Regions from separate parts of the Felis catus genome. Here region 2 is linked to region 1. A link is a contact called in public Hi-C data. All regions are on one chromosome and are shown on one strand. The core of a region is the stretch at or near the end of the contact, and the rest is flanking DNA. Distances in the headings are between cores, read along the strand shown.

Region 1 (7,334 bases), core at 3,818-6,317:
GTGCTTAGATTTGGAGCTGAAGGCAGTCACGCCCTAAACCTGGCCCTATAAACAGTGCTCCGAAGAGAGGCTCTACCACAAGGCTGCAGGTAGTGTTGGGAAAGCACTTATTGTTCAGTTGCAAGCCCCACACCCCTAGTCTCAGCTTTCTAACACCATGGGACTGAGGAAGAGACTTCCCTGCCTCCATGAGGCCGTATGGAAGGACCAGTCCAAGAACTGACCTCTAAGTCAGGTTAGGGAGAAACCTCCCAAACATCAAACTGGCTTCCTGCCTCAGACTCCCAAGCTGAATCCCTCAAGGTATCAGGTAGGGTCCCTGCAGCTCACCCGGGCCCTGTGCCTTCACTACTTTTAAACACCAGCACCCATATTTTCCCCCAACCTAAAAAGTCTCCACCAGCCTTTTACTAAAGGTGGAGGGAAACCTGGGCCTGGTGAAGAACAGGAAAACAAGACCTGGTCTAGGTCCCCTCCCAGCGTCCATGTCACTGCAGCCTGATCACAAAGGCAAAAGACATAAGGGAGGGGAGAAAACCCACACACCTTGGGATGAACTCTGTTATTTATGCTTGCTGCACAGACAATATTAGACAAAAAGAAAAAAAAAAAAAGCTTCGTATTATTCTTCCACATATGCTGGCTGCTGTTTACATACCCTGCCAATGCCTTAGCACTGGAGAGCTTTTGCAATACGCTGGGGAAAAAAGGGAGGGAGGGGATGAAAAGTGCCAAAGAAAACATGTTTTTAAAAGCTTGAGTTTTATACAATAGAATGTTTTCTAGCAGATGCCTCTTGTTTTAATATATTAAAATTTTGCAAAGCCCTTGAGCTATAACCTTAGTCCACCCACGGTCCTTTTGTTATGAAGTGGAGGATTTCATGACCTCATACACAAGAACCCATCAATGCCTATAGGTGGACACTGGGCCCACAGCTTCCCGGTTCCTGTCCTCTGGGGGCTGATACCGTTCAAGATACCACCCGCTCCACGCCAGCAGCGAGGGCCCATCATCGGGCCTGTAGCAGCAGCACTGTACCCGGTTCAAACCAGGAGGAAGCCTAACCTCCTCCAACCAGTCTAGAAGGAAAGCCATCCCACGTAATACAAACATGGGCCACTTCTCCGGCACCAAAGGACCAATTCTCTCCAAGCCAATGGTCCCTGCACTGCTCCCAACTTCTATTCCAGGACCCAGGGTCCAGGTAATTGCAGAGTCCCTCGGTTCCTTTAAACAAGAAAACACCTAAGGACTTACATATGCTGATTTCTCCAGATAGGACAGGATTATTATTAAGCTGCTGTCAGAATGTGGTGAGTGCTCCCCCAGATGTACATCAGGGAGGGTTAGAAACACTCCTGGCAGCCTGTCTTGCAGCTTGAGCTTTTTCAAAGTCCTTAATTTCCTGAGGGGTACGCAAATACTGCTCTATTTCACTATCAGATATGTTCTCATCTCCGGTGACTGTGGAGACTGGGGGTGGGGGGCAGATCCGCTTTGGGGGCTTCAACATGCAAGGTGGGAGGAGAGGGGTGGGACTAGCTGGCCGCTTCCCCTCAGGCAAATCTAAGGAACTACTGGCCACCTCCTCTTTTCCCTGCTCTGGCCCCTGGCACCGTCCCCGCAGCTCCTTCTCCCCAGCTTCCATCTCTGCCGTTCCATCGCGAAAGGCCTTGCGGACCAACGTGTGGCGGTGCTGGAGAAGGTCACCGATGTGCTTCACCACAGAGCGCTTGTCGAGCTTCAGAACCTGCAGCCAGGCCAGCCGCTCGGCCATCCGCAGCAGCACGGAGAGCAGCTCCTGCAAGCGGGAGGAAGCGGGGTAGGGCAGGTCCACGTTCGCCAGTTTACAAAAACGGGCCAGGGAACACGTCAGCCGATGCGAAGGCTGCAGCGACTGCCATGCCAGAAAAGTAGCAGCAGTGATGACAGGCAAGGGATGCCGCCCAGTCACCAGCCACGTCTCATCCGCCAGCTCCACCAGCTGCAATGTTCGCGACAGCATCTTCTCTTTGTCTTCCACGTATTTGGCTGGCACAGACGGGGAGGCTTGGAACAGTCTGAAGCTGAAATGACCAAAAGGACAGTCTGGTCTCGATGCCCATGGGGGAGGGGACTGCTCTTCCCAAGTGAAGAAAAGCAGTCCACTCCAGGTGGGCTGTTCTGTCCTCTTGGAACAAACACTCAAACTTGCTGGCAGCGGGTTTATACAGGTGCTGAGAGAAGACAGGCTGCGTCTCCCACCTGTGAGGTGAAGGGCAGGAGCATGCAGGGGGGAAGCTAATGTGTCAGCGACCCCGTCGGCCAGTATTCTCCGTGCTTTACACATGCTCTCCTATCATCCACTCTGCGGCCCATTATGTGCATTTATAGTTAAAAATCTGGCCCAGAGTCATCCAGCTAGGAAGTAACCAAGCAAACCCAACACAACTTGACACTGGTAGCCTGTGCCTTCTACTCTATTTTCAGAAAAGAAAAGGAAGAAAAGAAGAGAAAAGAAAAGAAAAAAAAGAAAAGAGAGAAGAGAAGAGAAGAGAAGAGAAGAGAAGAGAAGAGAAGAGAAGAGAAGAGAAGAGAAGAGAAGAGGAGAAGAACGTGGCTCCTAAAGAAAATAAAGTGAAAAAAAAAGCAGTAGCTTCCACCGCCGGCCCGGTCACTAACATCTTGTCACCTCCACTTGCAGATGATCCTGCTGAGGCAGGGCGGTCGCACACAGCCAAGCAGGCCACGCACAACGTGAGAGCCGCAACTCAGCGGCCCGGTGACAAAGCTGATACCTGCGCTGCCTACATCAGGCATCAGGATGCAGTAAAGGCAAAGGGATTCAGAAATGCCAAACAGTTTAGAAATGTGAAACGGAATCAGCTTTATCGCCGAGTACTAGGAAGAGAGACTACAAGAGCACGAGGGAGGGAGAATATAGATTTTCCTCCCAAATCCCTTTAGATGCGCTTTGGTGAAAAAGTGACAGAAAGGTAAAAAGATTGAGGGCTAAGGGTCCATCCCGTCCCGGGGGTTCCCGGTAGGCAGGTACCTGCTACAGTACGTCTTCACCAGGTCTGCCAAGCACAGCGAGGGCACATCCAGCCCCAGGAGCTTCACTATCTGCATGTAGGTGCCAGAAAACACATCCAAATCCGCATACAACAGGGCGCAGACGGTTCCCATGGTTAGGGGCCAGTTATGCTGTCGGCAGGTGATCAAGACACAGCACCCAACTAGCACCTCCTTCTTTTGCAGCCTGGCAGCACGGATGCCAGAGTGCCGGTACGCCTGCTGGTAGTAGGCAACTGCTGTGTCTTCAAATGTTGACGGCAACTGCAGGACTCGACAGAGGTCTCTCACTCGGCGGAGACCTAAGAAAGCCCACAGCCAGAGTCAGAGGGGTCAAAGGCACTACTGAGTGGCTCCTAGCAACTTCTGCTACACTTGCCTCCCATACCAGTTGCACAAATGATGTACTTTTCTACGATGACAGGAGTGACGCTTGGTGAGGTCATTCTAAAGACACAAAGAAATCTGGGGAAAGAAGTCACATTTCAACCCACCACTCTTCAGGGGCTGGTGTGATTCAGAGCCAAGCCAAAGTGTGATCTGGGATGCTTAAATCAACCTTTAACATACCCCTGACAAACCCACACTGTATACTGAATTGCCGCCTCTCTTAGACCATCTCCATTCTTTATTTCGGACTACCATTCTCTTCTACTCTACCTTACATAGCAATGCTGAAATCAGGAAAAGCAAGAGGATGGGCTGGACCATCAGAAGAATTTTCTTTAAGGCCACTGTATCATAAAAGGTTGAGTCTCACCTCGTTGCTGGCTGCGGCTAACTTGATCGTTTTCCCCTGTGCTTCGGGAATATGTTACTTCTGTAAGATAAGGGACAACAAATAGCTTTGTTTAGCCTTTATTCACCAGACCCCTGGCCTCCCACCACACAAAACCAGGGAGAATTCATATCATTAGGCTCTGCTCCCTGTCTCATGAAGGTGCCCATTTTTGCACATTAAAAGTCCATCTGGTTTTCTACGTTCACAAGCAGTATCAAATACAGAGACTGAGGGGTGCCTGGGTGGCTCAGTCGGTTAAGCGGCCGACTTCGGCTCAGGTCATGATCTCACGGTCTGTGAGTTCGAGCCCCGCGTCGGGCTCTGTGCTGACAGCTCAGAGCCTGGAGCCTGTTTCAAATTCTGTGTCTTCCTCTCTCTGACCCTCCCCCGTTCATGCTGTCTCAAAAATAAACGTTAAAAAAATTTTTTTTAAAAAATACAGAGACTGAGGAAGGTTAAGACTGCACTAAAGTGGCTTCAAGAGTTCCAAATTTGCAGCCATCCCTCCTGTATATCCAATCCAGGCAATTTTCCTGATTGCTGATTTTGAGGGCTGCACTGGCCAGGGACTCAGAAAGAAAGAAAGAAAAAAAAAAGATGTGTTTATCGATTACGGCTAAAGGCTCCTTCGGGCTCATACTTTGTCCGCACTTGTAAAGAATTCCATCGGTCCGTCACACCCAAACTAGATAAATTGAGTGAAACTCTGTTTCTCTGTTTCATTTGGTCGACGTTTATGAGACCTAATGCATGCCAGATACCGTACCAGGTGCTAGAAAAACGCGGAGGAATGGCCGTCCCTGCCCTCCTGCAGCGCTCATTCACTTTAGGTCACTTTCTCCCGTAGTTAAGTGTACACGTGACAACGAGAGGGCGTGAGAGGAATAAGAGGAATCTGATGTCAATCCCTCCACCACCCAGCCTATACCCACGGCCCTGGAAAGGCCGGCACAAATACCTCGGAGGTTGCCCTCGTCGCTGAAGGTGGTAGTAAGGACTCCCTCGGTGACGACGCAGCCACAGTCTGAGCACACCAGCTGGCTCTGCGAATAGTGAGAGTCTTCCACGAGCTCAGTGGAGCCGCAATCGGGGCACTGGCCTCCGCCCGGCATGTCACAACCCAGAGTCTCGGAAGCTTTTCAGATATCTACTCGCACGTCCGCAACAGCAGCAGCGCGGAAGCCGGTACTAGGAGAGGAGCCTTCTAAGCGCTGCACCTTTCTCTTCCGGCCAGAGCAAACGCGGTTTACATAGGTAGTTCTGTACGCCGGCGGAGAGCCACTTCCGGTCCGGGTCTCTGCAGCCTCGGGTAGAAACGTGAGCTAGGAGAGAAGGTTCCTGGTGTGGACCGCGTCTTCGCCTTGCCTTCCCCCGGCGTCTGCGGTCGGTTTGAAGTGGGCCAGACCGGAGCGGGGGAGTTGAATTTAGGTGAGATTTCTTCTCACGTGGACACACATAACAGACAAGAAATTGTGGCCATTCCCAAACAAGTCTAACTTCTGAAATGCTGGGGGAATCGTAGATTCTCTGTTACTCTTTGGTAACAAATGTTGATTTTCGCCATAGTACAAAGTATGGTGAGAAAGCAGGAAATTATGTTCTACTCTCCAGAGTGGCTTTCCCAGGCAAGTTGTTTCCTGTCTATGCAGTCTATTTTTCTCAACTATAGAATGAGGGAATTGAATTAAAATCCAGAGTGACAGGGGCGCCTGGGTGGCTCAGTCATTTAAGCGTCCAACTTCAGCTCAAGTCGTGATCTCACAATTCATGACTTCAGGCTCCCTTTCGGGCTCTGTGCTGACAGCTCAGAGCCTGGAGCCTGCTTCAGATTCTGTGTCTCCCTCTCTCTCTGCCCTTCCCCCCTCCAAGCGCTTGCGCGCTCTCTCTCTCGCTCGCTCTCTCTCAAAAATAAACATTAAAAAAAAATTTTTTTTTTTAATCCAGAGTGGCAAACTCAAATGCTTTCAGAGACTAGGCAAGGAATATCCAAGGGAGTTGATAGTGAAAGAATATGGAGTGATGAGGCTTTGGGCAAACTGGAGGGTTCAAGCAGATGTAGATGTTTTTGTTTTTGTTTTTTGGGGGTTTTTTTTTGTTTTTTTTTTTTAATGTTTATTTATTTCTGAGACAGAGAGAGACAGAGCATGAGAGGGGGAGGGGCAGAGAGAGAGGGAGACACAGAATCTGAAGCAGGCTCCAGGCTCTGAGCTGTCAGCACAGAGCCTGACGTGGGGCTCGAACTCACAAACCATGAGATCATGACCCGAGCTGAAGTCGGTCGCTCAACCGACTCAGCCACCCAAGCGCCCCCAGATGTAGATGTTTTAAAACCGAGCTTAAGCTGTGCTTTAAGATATTCCAAGATTCTGCTACAAAGTTCCTAGCTTGCTATAGTATAACTCAGAGAATCTTGAACAAAATTGTGCCTCTAGTGATGCTATCACAGAAACCAAGCTTACAAATTTAAAATTATGTATGTTATGTTTGAATATAAATTAAAAGTCGCCAAAAGAGTCATGTAATCACAGTCGTTAAGAATAAAGATTTTAACGCCTGAAAGGTTTAATCCATTGTGTCTGAAAAATAAGAAAGTTGAGTTAAATGACAAGGACCATCAAAGTCTGTCCAGATGACTCCAAGAAAGCAGATGGGAGTCATCACAGCACGTGCCTAAAGTGTGTGCGGGGAATCTGTTTCTCAGGCCGACAATGGAGAATTAGGCTCCTGGCATCAGCAGATTTTAGGAGCTGTTCTGGGCTTAATTTCAACCTTACATTGGGGGTTGGGGCCGGAAGGTAAGATCAGCACTTTTCCCTGAGAACAGAAAATGTTTGGACAGCTCCTGTGCAGAATGGATTGAGGAATACGGATGTTTTGTCAGCCCCTTAACAAATTGGGATACTCCCTTGAGGAATAAGGTACAGGTTACAGGTTACAAGATAAGATACAACTGCCTTCCTTAGAAGACTAATAAATTCTGCGTCCTAGAACTGAAAAGATTTCAAAATAAAAAATGGCGCTTACTAACCTGAAGAGACAGACGACACAGTGACCATGTACCCAGAGAGACCTCAAAGGATTGGGGCCTCAAAAAAGAAAGGGATCTGAGGAGACAGGGCGGTAGGTTCTTTTGAAAGAGCTGTAATCAGTGGTCGGTACAGAGGACTCTCTGTATGCCTAACGAGACTGTGAGTTCCCTGGACCACAGTGGGGAACAAGGGCATCTCTGACACAAAGATTGCGTATTACCTGCAATCCAAGCATCAGCTTTCCCCGCTTCAAATGTTGCTTACCTTTAGTATAAATTGGGAAGGAGGTGCTGTGCCTTACAAGGATTGCCCGTTCAACGGAAGCCCCTCCGGCTCACAAGCACCTCCCCCTCTGCTCACAGCTGTTCCCCTCCCTTACTACCGCACGACAGAATTTCCTGCACCTCGGATCTCTGTGGGCTAGCCGCATGCTCTCCCACTGACCAGTCGTCAGTTGACCTGGGAGC
Region 2 (7,095 bases), core at 2,297-4,796, 53 kb before region 1:
TGTGTACTTGGGATCTGACATAAGAAGCTCACTTCAGGTAGTGGCTTTGGATGGGGTTTGAGAAATCCAGACATTTCTGCAAAACAGGTATCAAATCAGTAGCCAGGAATCGAGTTCACTATTGAATCCTGCCCAGGAGCACCAACCAACCCACAAATGCCTTCCCCAGGTTAAAATGTGGTCACTCATGCCTATAATCACCAAAGTGAGAGGGATTCCCATTTGTCATCCACGTTAATGGAAAGTCCCTTCATGCAGACCCCCTACTGAGTAATCACCTTTGCTGCTCTGGGGCAAAGTGATTTCTGCCCCCAGGTTTGACTCCACTCAGTAAATATTTGTCCCTACTCTGGAATGACAGTGCAGGTAACTTCAGGAGCTGGCTCAAGGTAGTGCTGCAAACCCAAATCACATTGATCAGAGGTTATGTCATTGGTTACCTCGGTGGTCCCTGTGGACCCTGAAAACTACAGGGGTAAAATAAAGGGACTTGGGCCTTTCGAATATCCTCCTGAAGAGACAGGGCTCTCCTCAATGAGAATTAAATGCTATGATTTGTTCTCCACTCTAACCCTCTTAATGGTGATTTCTTATCTCAAAGGCCAGTGACTCCTTCTCAATCTCTAGGCAGCCTCAAAGACCAGCCCCACAGTGAGTGTAGCTCCCCAGAAACTCCTTTAAGGCCAGTTCAGGCCCACAGTTCCAACAAGGCCTGGCTTTGAGGTTCCTGTTCCTGCAGAGCATTTTCCAGGCACCTCTAAAGCCCTTCCTCGTCCCCACTGCCCTGCTATATATATAAGCCAGAATTTGGCAACTTCTTGATTGTTAATAAAGTAGCAGCAAGGTCTTCAAACACCAGAAAGCACAATTCTCAGATATCCATAACAGATGACTTCCGTCTGGGTGGTTTATTTTCTAGATGTTTTTTTCCTTATTTATTCAAGCCCCAGTCTTCATTTTATGAAATAACTTTCAGAACATGATGCTGCTGCTGCTGAATGTAATTTTGTAAAACTTAAACCATTATGATTCCTGCACTGTTTCAGTCAGAGCTATAACATGTCTCAGAGTCTAGTAAATAAAAATGTGAGTTTGAATTATACCATCTGTGCCAATTACAAAGCAATTAAAAGATTTATTTTTTATGACCCTGTGTAACGAGTGAGTATTAACAGAAGCGGGTCATTGGAACCAACAGGTAGCAGCTGTGCCCATCACTTGACATTGTGCCAGCCTGGCTTCAGAGGAGGGCTTCCCTTGAGTCCCAGATGCAGCCAAAGCCACACAGTGGATGAGACAGCAATTCTGAACTTCTAAAGGCAAGAAAAGGAAATGTTGGCATTTCAGGAATTACCAAAATCAAGAGCTTACTAACCTCTTACTGCAAGAACCTGTATTCTAAGTGGCCTCTAGATGGCGACATTGGCTAACCTGTGGGCAAGCACCGGGGTTCCCAGCTCAGCAAATTTCCTGGGAGGGGCCCCTCACCCTTAGTCTCACCCCTTCAGAGAGCAGGAGCGGAGGCCAAAGAGCACGATTTTTCCAAGTGATGTGACTGACTCTTGCGGCACCGCTAGGTTCTTCCAGATGCCTCATTTCTTTGCTACCTGGGCTAGTGGCCTGACGGTGGCCGTGGAGCACTTTGGGAGAGGGGAACTGGTCTAACTAAGCTTAATAAAGAACTCTCTGGATTGTGCCTAGAGATTGAGAGCAGTGAAAGAGGCGAGCCAGGGCCTGATCAAATGCAGATAAGGAAAGGGAAACCACGGTAAGTCTGTCCAGTGTACCCACAGCGGAAAGAAAATTGAACAAAATTGTGACTTTGGTTTTGTTATACATGACAGGCAGCAGGTAGAACACTCCCAGATTTTCATCAGATCAGTGATAGCATCCCCAGCAAGTTTCCCGGGTCCCCACAGCATGCTGTTCGGGGCTGACCCGCCACTCAGCCTAGCATTCTCTGTGCCACCAGCTGCCAGGGCCGGTGTCTGCCTCAGAAGGTTTGGATGCTCAAAGGCTCCCAATTAGCCCGCAAGGCTTTGTCCTGGAAAACTTCCTCCTAGTTTCTAGCTACTGCATCTCTATGACTCGAATCATACTCTGCTCCCCGCACCTCACTTTCTAAGGAGGCACATAGAGTGCTCTCCCCTATATTCTCTCATTTTGCCCTCACAGAAGTTGGTAGGATAATTTAGGCTACATGGTGGTGTCCCTTTGTGGACAGAGTGCTGAGTCCCAGAGAAGGTTCTGCACTCCTTTTTTTTTTTTTTTTTTTTTTAATGTTTATTTTGGGAGAGACATTGGGGAGGGTCAGAGAGGAGAGACAGACTCCCAAGCAAGTTCCACACCATCAGTGCAGAGCCCGACACAGGGCTCGACACAGGGCTCGAACTCATGAACTGTGAGCTCATGACCTGAGCAGAAGTCAGACACTTAACCGACTGAGCCACCCAGGTGCCCTGCACGCTCTTCTGAGGGTAGAGTGGGTCAGTGGCAGAGCAAGAAATAAACTCCGGGCTCTTGATTCCCCGTCCAGAGCTGACTTATAATGATTGGTAAGCGGCATATTCTTAGATTTATAGGTTTCAGTTAAGAGAAGCGTATTCCCGTTAAAGAACTGTATGCTTTTAGTCTATTGCAGTTGTGCAAAACTGACACATCTTTAATGCAGAACAAACTCTGAAACCACAAGCAGTGAGGATGAGCAGGGAGGAGAGAATTAAACCCAGCTTGAGTGGAACCCAGCCTCTCCCTTCTGTCATCCTGTTTCCCTAACACACATCTTCCCCCCCCCCCCCCCCATTCGAACTATCCCATGGGCCACGAGGCCCAGATCGGGTCGTGCAGAGCAGTGCCCTTTTCCCCTTTGAGCCAGACTGGCAGGAAATTGTGTTCCCCACGGCTACATGGGGGAATGAGGTCAAATGGGACATTCTTAAAACCCAAGGCACTTCTTTCCTTCTGAAAAGCAGTGGCCCCGTGCTTCCCACCAAAGCTCTGCACAGGAAGGACTCGCCCACCAATTCCTGAAGGGCTGTGATAAGGGTGGATGTCGTCAGTGGTGCAATTGGAACTGATTTGCTGTGGGAACTGTGACCGTCTTTACCATGAAATCAGTCAAATTGCTATTACATCAGCCTCATGACTAAGGGCAAAAGAATCCAAACCGTCCACCAAGAAGTTGTACTAATCTGCCCTCTCCCTGCAAGAAGCCTATAGGTAAAAAAGAAAAGGGCTTCCTTTTCCAGCCAGTTTGCATCAATGGGCATCCGCCGTCGCCGTGGCCGTGTGCTGTTGAGGGGCTATACACAAGGTAGGGGGCCCTTGAACTTCACCTCCTCTCCTTTAATCACTTTAAGGGTGCAAGAGACCTCAGAGCTAACACTCTTTGCCTGGTAAAGTCCAGCACAGATGAACATTTAAAATGGAATATGCTAGGGACTAAGGGGAGGGGGCTTTGGGTACCTTTCTTGTATTTCAAATAGGTTTTCCGAGCTCACAAAGGAGCAGAAGCCACTCCTTGGGTGCCTGAGTGCCTTCCTAAGCTGCACTCCGGGGGCTCCATGCGCCCCCTGCCAGGACCTCCCCCCCCACTCCGCCCCACCCCGCCCAGGCGCCCCAGCTCAGCGCCGCCCTGAGGCTCTCAGACTCCGCAGCAAAGCTTGACCCAGCTGCCAATCTCCACAATAAAATCAATGTGTGACCTTACTCGCCAGCTGTACCGAAGAAACTAGCACAAACCAGGGCCAACTTTGAAGCCAAGAAGGGAAGATGAGAAGTTGGGAGAGAGAGAAAGAGGGGGGAAAACTTGGCTGGACTTGAAAGGTGTCTTGTCTGTCTGTTCCCCATTAGGCGCAATCCTTTTGCAATCTGCCGCCTCGACATAATTCTCTTGACCAGAAACTCTCCAGAGAGATAGTGTCAGAAGGAAAAACAAACAGAATAGCATCTCTGACAGCAAAGTCACTTAAAAACCTATTTGGGGGAGGGAGGGGAGAGAAGAGATGTCAGCACGTAGGGGAGGGCGCTCCACAGCAGGCCACGTGTGCAGACACGGCTTACCCTGGGAAGGGACAAGGACAGGAAGGGGAGCCCAGGCGAGGACAACCCCAGGAAGGGAAACTCCAAGTCCTCTGCCCTACGAGCCCCTCTCATCAGAGATGCACTTTGTCTGGCTTTCTCACCTGTGCCCTCAACACCAGAATCCACAGTGCTGGGCTTTTTACGGCCCCGTGATGCACCGAGAGAGATTCAGAAGGACTGTCTTCAGGGGGTGGGGGGAAAGTGGTCCCAACCTCTCCTGCCTCACTTTCCCATTGCTGACCGCCACCTGCAGCAGAAGGCTGAGAACCCAGCTCTCCCCGTAAGCTGGCAGTCAACTCCCCCCGGCAGCAAAGACCCTTCTCCCCAAGACCCTTTGACTTGACTTTGAGCTCAGCCACCTAGTGGCCTAGTGTTGGGGAAGGCAGGCCCCACCCTTCGCCGGCGGGAACCCAGAGGGTAAGGAGTGGGGGTACAGGGGCAGGAGAGGGCACAATTCGGGGCTCAAGTTTCTGGGGCAGGCGTCCTGTTATAGGAGAAAACTTTTTTTAAAAGGAAGAAAAACTAATCAGAAAAAAGAAGCAAGAGCTTTTCCCTGCCTTTCAGACTTGTTTATTACTAGGATATCTGATTTCAGCAGAGGAAGCCGGCACTGAAGCAAGGTTTTTATTGGCCGTGAGCAAGAGGAATTCAGGGTTTGCCTCTGATTTGGCTTCCCCAGAACAAGCAGCGCTGAAGAGTGTTCACTCGCTGCTTTCATGGAGCAGCTTGGTGCTTCGGGGGCCCCCAGAACTCCCGCTTTCTGCAGCATCGACTAAAATCCCCTTTGGAGAATGAGGGCGGAGCAAGGGGCCCAGCATGGAAGGTGGCCTCGTAAACATTTCAGAGAGGAGAGCAAAATCTTAACTTCTAGTTAAGAAGTTCTGAGAGTGGCTCCAGGGGGCACGAGTGAGGCTGTGCTCACTGCCCCCTGCCCCGGTGGGGGGGGGGGCGGGGAACCGGAGGAGGGAAGGTCTGGTTTGGATGAAAGCGCGGTGTCTCTAGCTGACAGGGCCAGGCAGGCTGCAGTCGGAGGGCCTGATGGTTTCAATGTGTGGGGAAGATAAAGCCAGGATCTGCAGAGGCAGCCTCCGCCAACAGCTTTCCTCAGCTGGGGCGGCTGGCCCCGGGGAAGAGATTACCAGCTGGGCCTCAGGCTGCAGGGGCTGCCGCTGATCCCCCAGGGCTCCCCACAGACACCTCCATGGACCAGACAGCCCAGCCGGCTTGGTCTCACCCTAGTCGGGCACAGCCTTCCTGCCTCCTGCTGGCTTCCGAAGAGGGGCATCTCCTCCACCGGAGAAAGAGGGCGGGTGTCCCTCCATTTGGGGGGGGGGGGCTCTGGGTGAGCCCAGCCCTCTCACTGTCTCCCCTTTTTTCCTTCTTTGTATCCTGTCTCTACTCACCTTGGCCTCTGATCCCTTTCATCACCCTTCCCCCACAAACTGCCTGCAGGTGAGGGCAAGAACCTCAAAGCCGAGGTCTCTCAGGGTCCCTGCTTTGCTTTCCTACTTGACCTTGCTGCTGACGGTGTGAGGACTTTGGGGCCTGCAGGGACTGTAAAGGTCCAGGTTTGGGATGCATGTGAGAGCCACCTTCTTCCTCTGCCTGGGCCTGGGTCTGTGTGCCTGGTCACGGGCCTTCTCCCAGACTGAATGTGCGTCTCGGCCGTGGTGTAGGCTGTCCACAGTATGGCTCTGTTCACCTGTGAGGCCCGGGCCAATCTGGCAGCCACTGTGCCCCCGAGAGTCCTGAGCTGACGCCCAAGCCTGGGGCGGTGGCGGGGTGGGGGAGGGGGGCGGGCGGCGACGGAGGAACAGGGCTCTCACTGTGTCTACTTCAAGGAGCCCAGGCATCAAAAGGACATTATGCATTTGATTTGGGAACATGCTCACGGGGAGAAGAGCTGCAGAAGTGAAATGAGAAGGCCCACGCTAGGGGTGGGGAGCAGCTATTGCCCACAGGCACACACACATGCACACGTGTGTACCCATGCGCACGCGCACGCACGCACAGGGCCAAAATGCTTGCTCCAAGACTCTGGCACCAGTCTGTCTGGGTTTGACTCCCACATCTGTTCCTCACCAGTCAAATTCCCTTCGGCCAAAGACTTAACCTCCTTGGTGACTCAGTTTCCTCATCTGTAAATAGCGGTGATATTAAACTTTTTTGAGCGAGAGAGAGAGCACTTAAGGTGGGGGGGGGGGGGGGGAGGCCTCGATCTCATGACTGTGAGATGATGACCTGAACCAAAATCAAGAGTTGGCCACTTACCCAGGTCCCCAAGGTGATAGGAAGAATGACTGCCTCCTGGTGTTGTTGTGAAGTTTAAATGTGATTAAGGCATCAACGCGATCTTAGGGTCGTCAGTTCAAGCCCCACGTTGGGTGTAGAGACTAGTTAAACATAAAAAAATCAAGGACGCGTATTTTTTAATGCGATCCAGCATGTAAAACGCTGTATACAGAACCTGGCACAAAGTAAAATCTCAGTAGACATTAGTGTCCCTGTGCTGGACCCAGCCCGCTTGGGCTTTGCGGTCTGCCTGAATCTCCATGGAAAACCGGGGTGGAGTCCTGATGGACCCAGCAGATAAGGGCTGTCGGGAAAACTGTTGCCTTCCTTCATAAATGAAACATGATCCTCTAAGGCTGAGGAGGAAGGGAGACCGTCCAAGAGGCAACTAACTCCTGAGCGCCCGCAACCAGCTGCCCTCATGGGCATCTCACTGAGTACACAAGGAAGCTGGACACAGGGAGGTTAAGAGGCCCCACTTCCCCTTAACAGGCTGCCCGATCCGGACCCCCAAGCCTTCGCTTCCCTTCCCCATAGCTTTAAACCAAAGACCCAGCTAGGGACTGGGGCAGAAAAACAGCCAAATCAGCCCCGAGTGAAACCAAAACTAGATACTCTGGCTCACACACCCGGGGCACTGAGACTCCAGTGACACACCCAAACTCCCTGAGCGCAGTCCCCAGGAGGGAGGCCCAGGGAGGGGGCTCCTCCTTCGATGTC

The links. Hi-C and Micro-C count contacts between places; a contact is called where the count stands out from the background.
Region 2: a Hi-C map of fibroblasts shows a contact between it and region 1, with 8 times the contacts expected there. The contact joins the enhancer-like site here to the promoter of BRF2 in region 1. A contact is called at or near these places in 2 of 3 Hi-C or Micro-C datasets (fibroblasts and skin fibroblasts).

What each region holds. Positions count from the first base shown.
Region 1 is chrB1:44,697,175-44,704,508 of F.catus_Fca126_mat1.0, reverse strand. BRF2 (transcription factor IIIB 50 kDa subunit) reads right to left here and starts at 5,067. Exons shown (of 4, transcript XM_003984785.5): 1 at 4,797-5,067; 2 at 3,818-3,877; 3 at 3,038-3,359; 4 at 744-2,069. The coding sequence starts at 4,950. The coding sequence ends at 1,340. The region is part of intron 19 of ADGRA2 (adhesion G protein-coupled receptor A2); the gene reads left to right.
Region 2 is chrB1:44,749,167-44,756,261 of F.catus_Fca126_mat1.0, reverse strand. It overlaps PLPBP (pyridoxal phosphate homeostasis protein), which reads left to right. Exons shown (of 8, transcript XM_006930724.5): 8 at 1-1,148. Among named protein-coding and RNA genes, the nearest start is that of ADGRA2, 14 kb to the right of the region's middle. Within about 2 kb of position 3,546, at least 6 of the 10 cell types and tissues checked have an H3K27ac peak or open chromatin away from gene starts, as enhancers often do.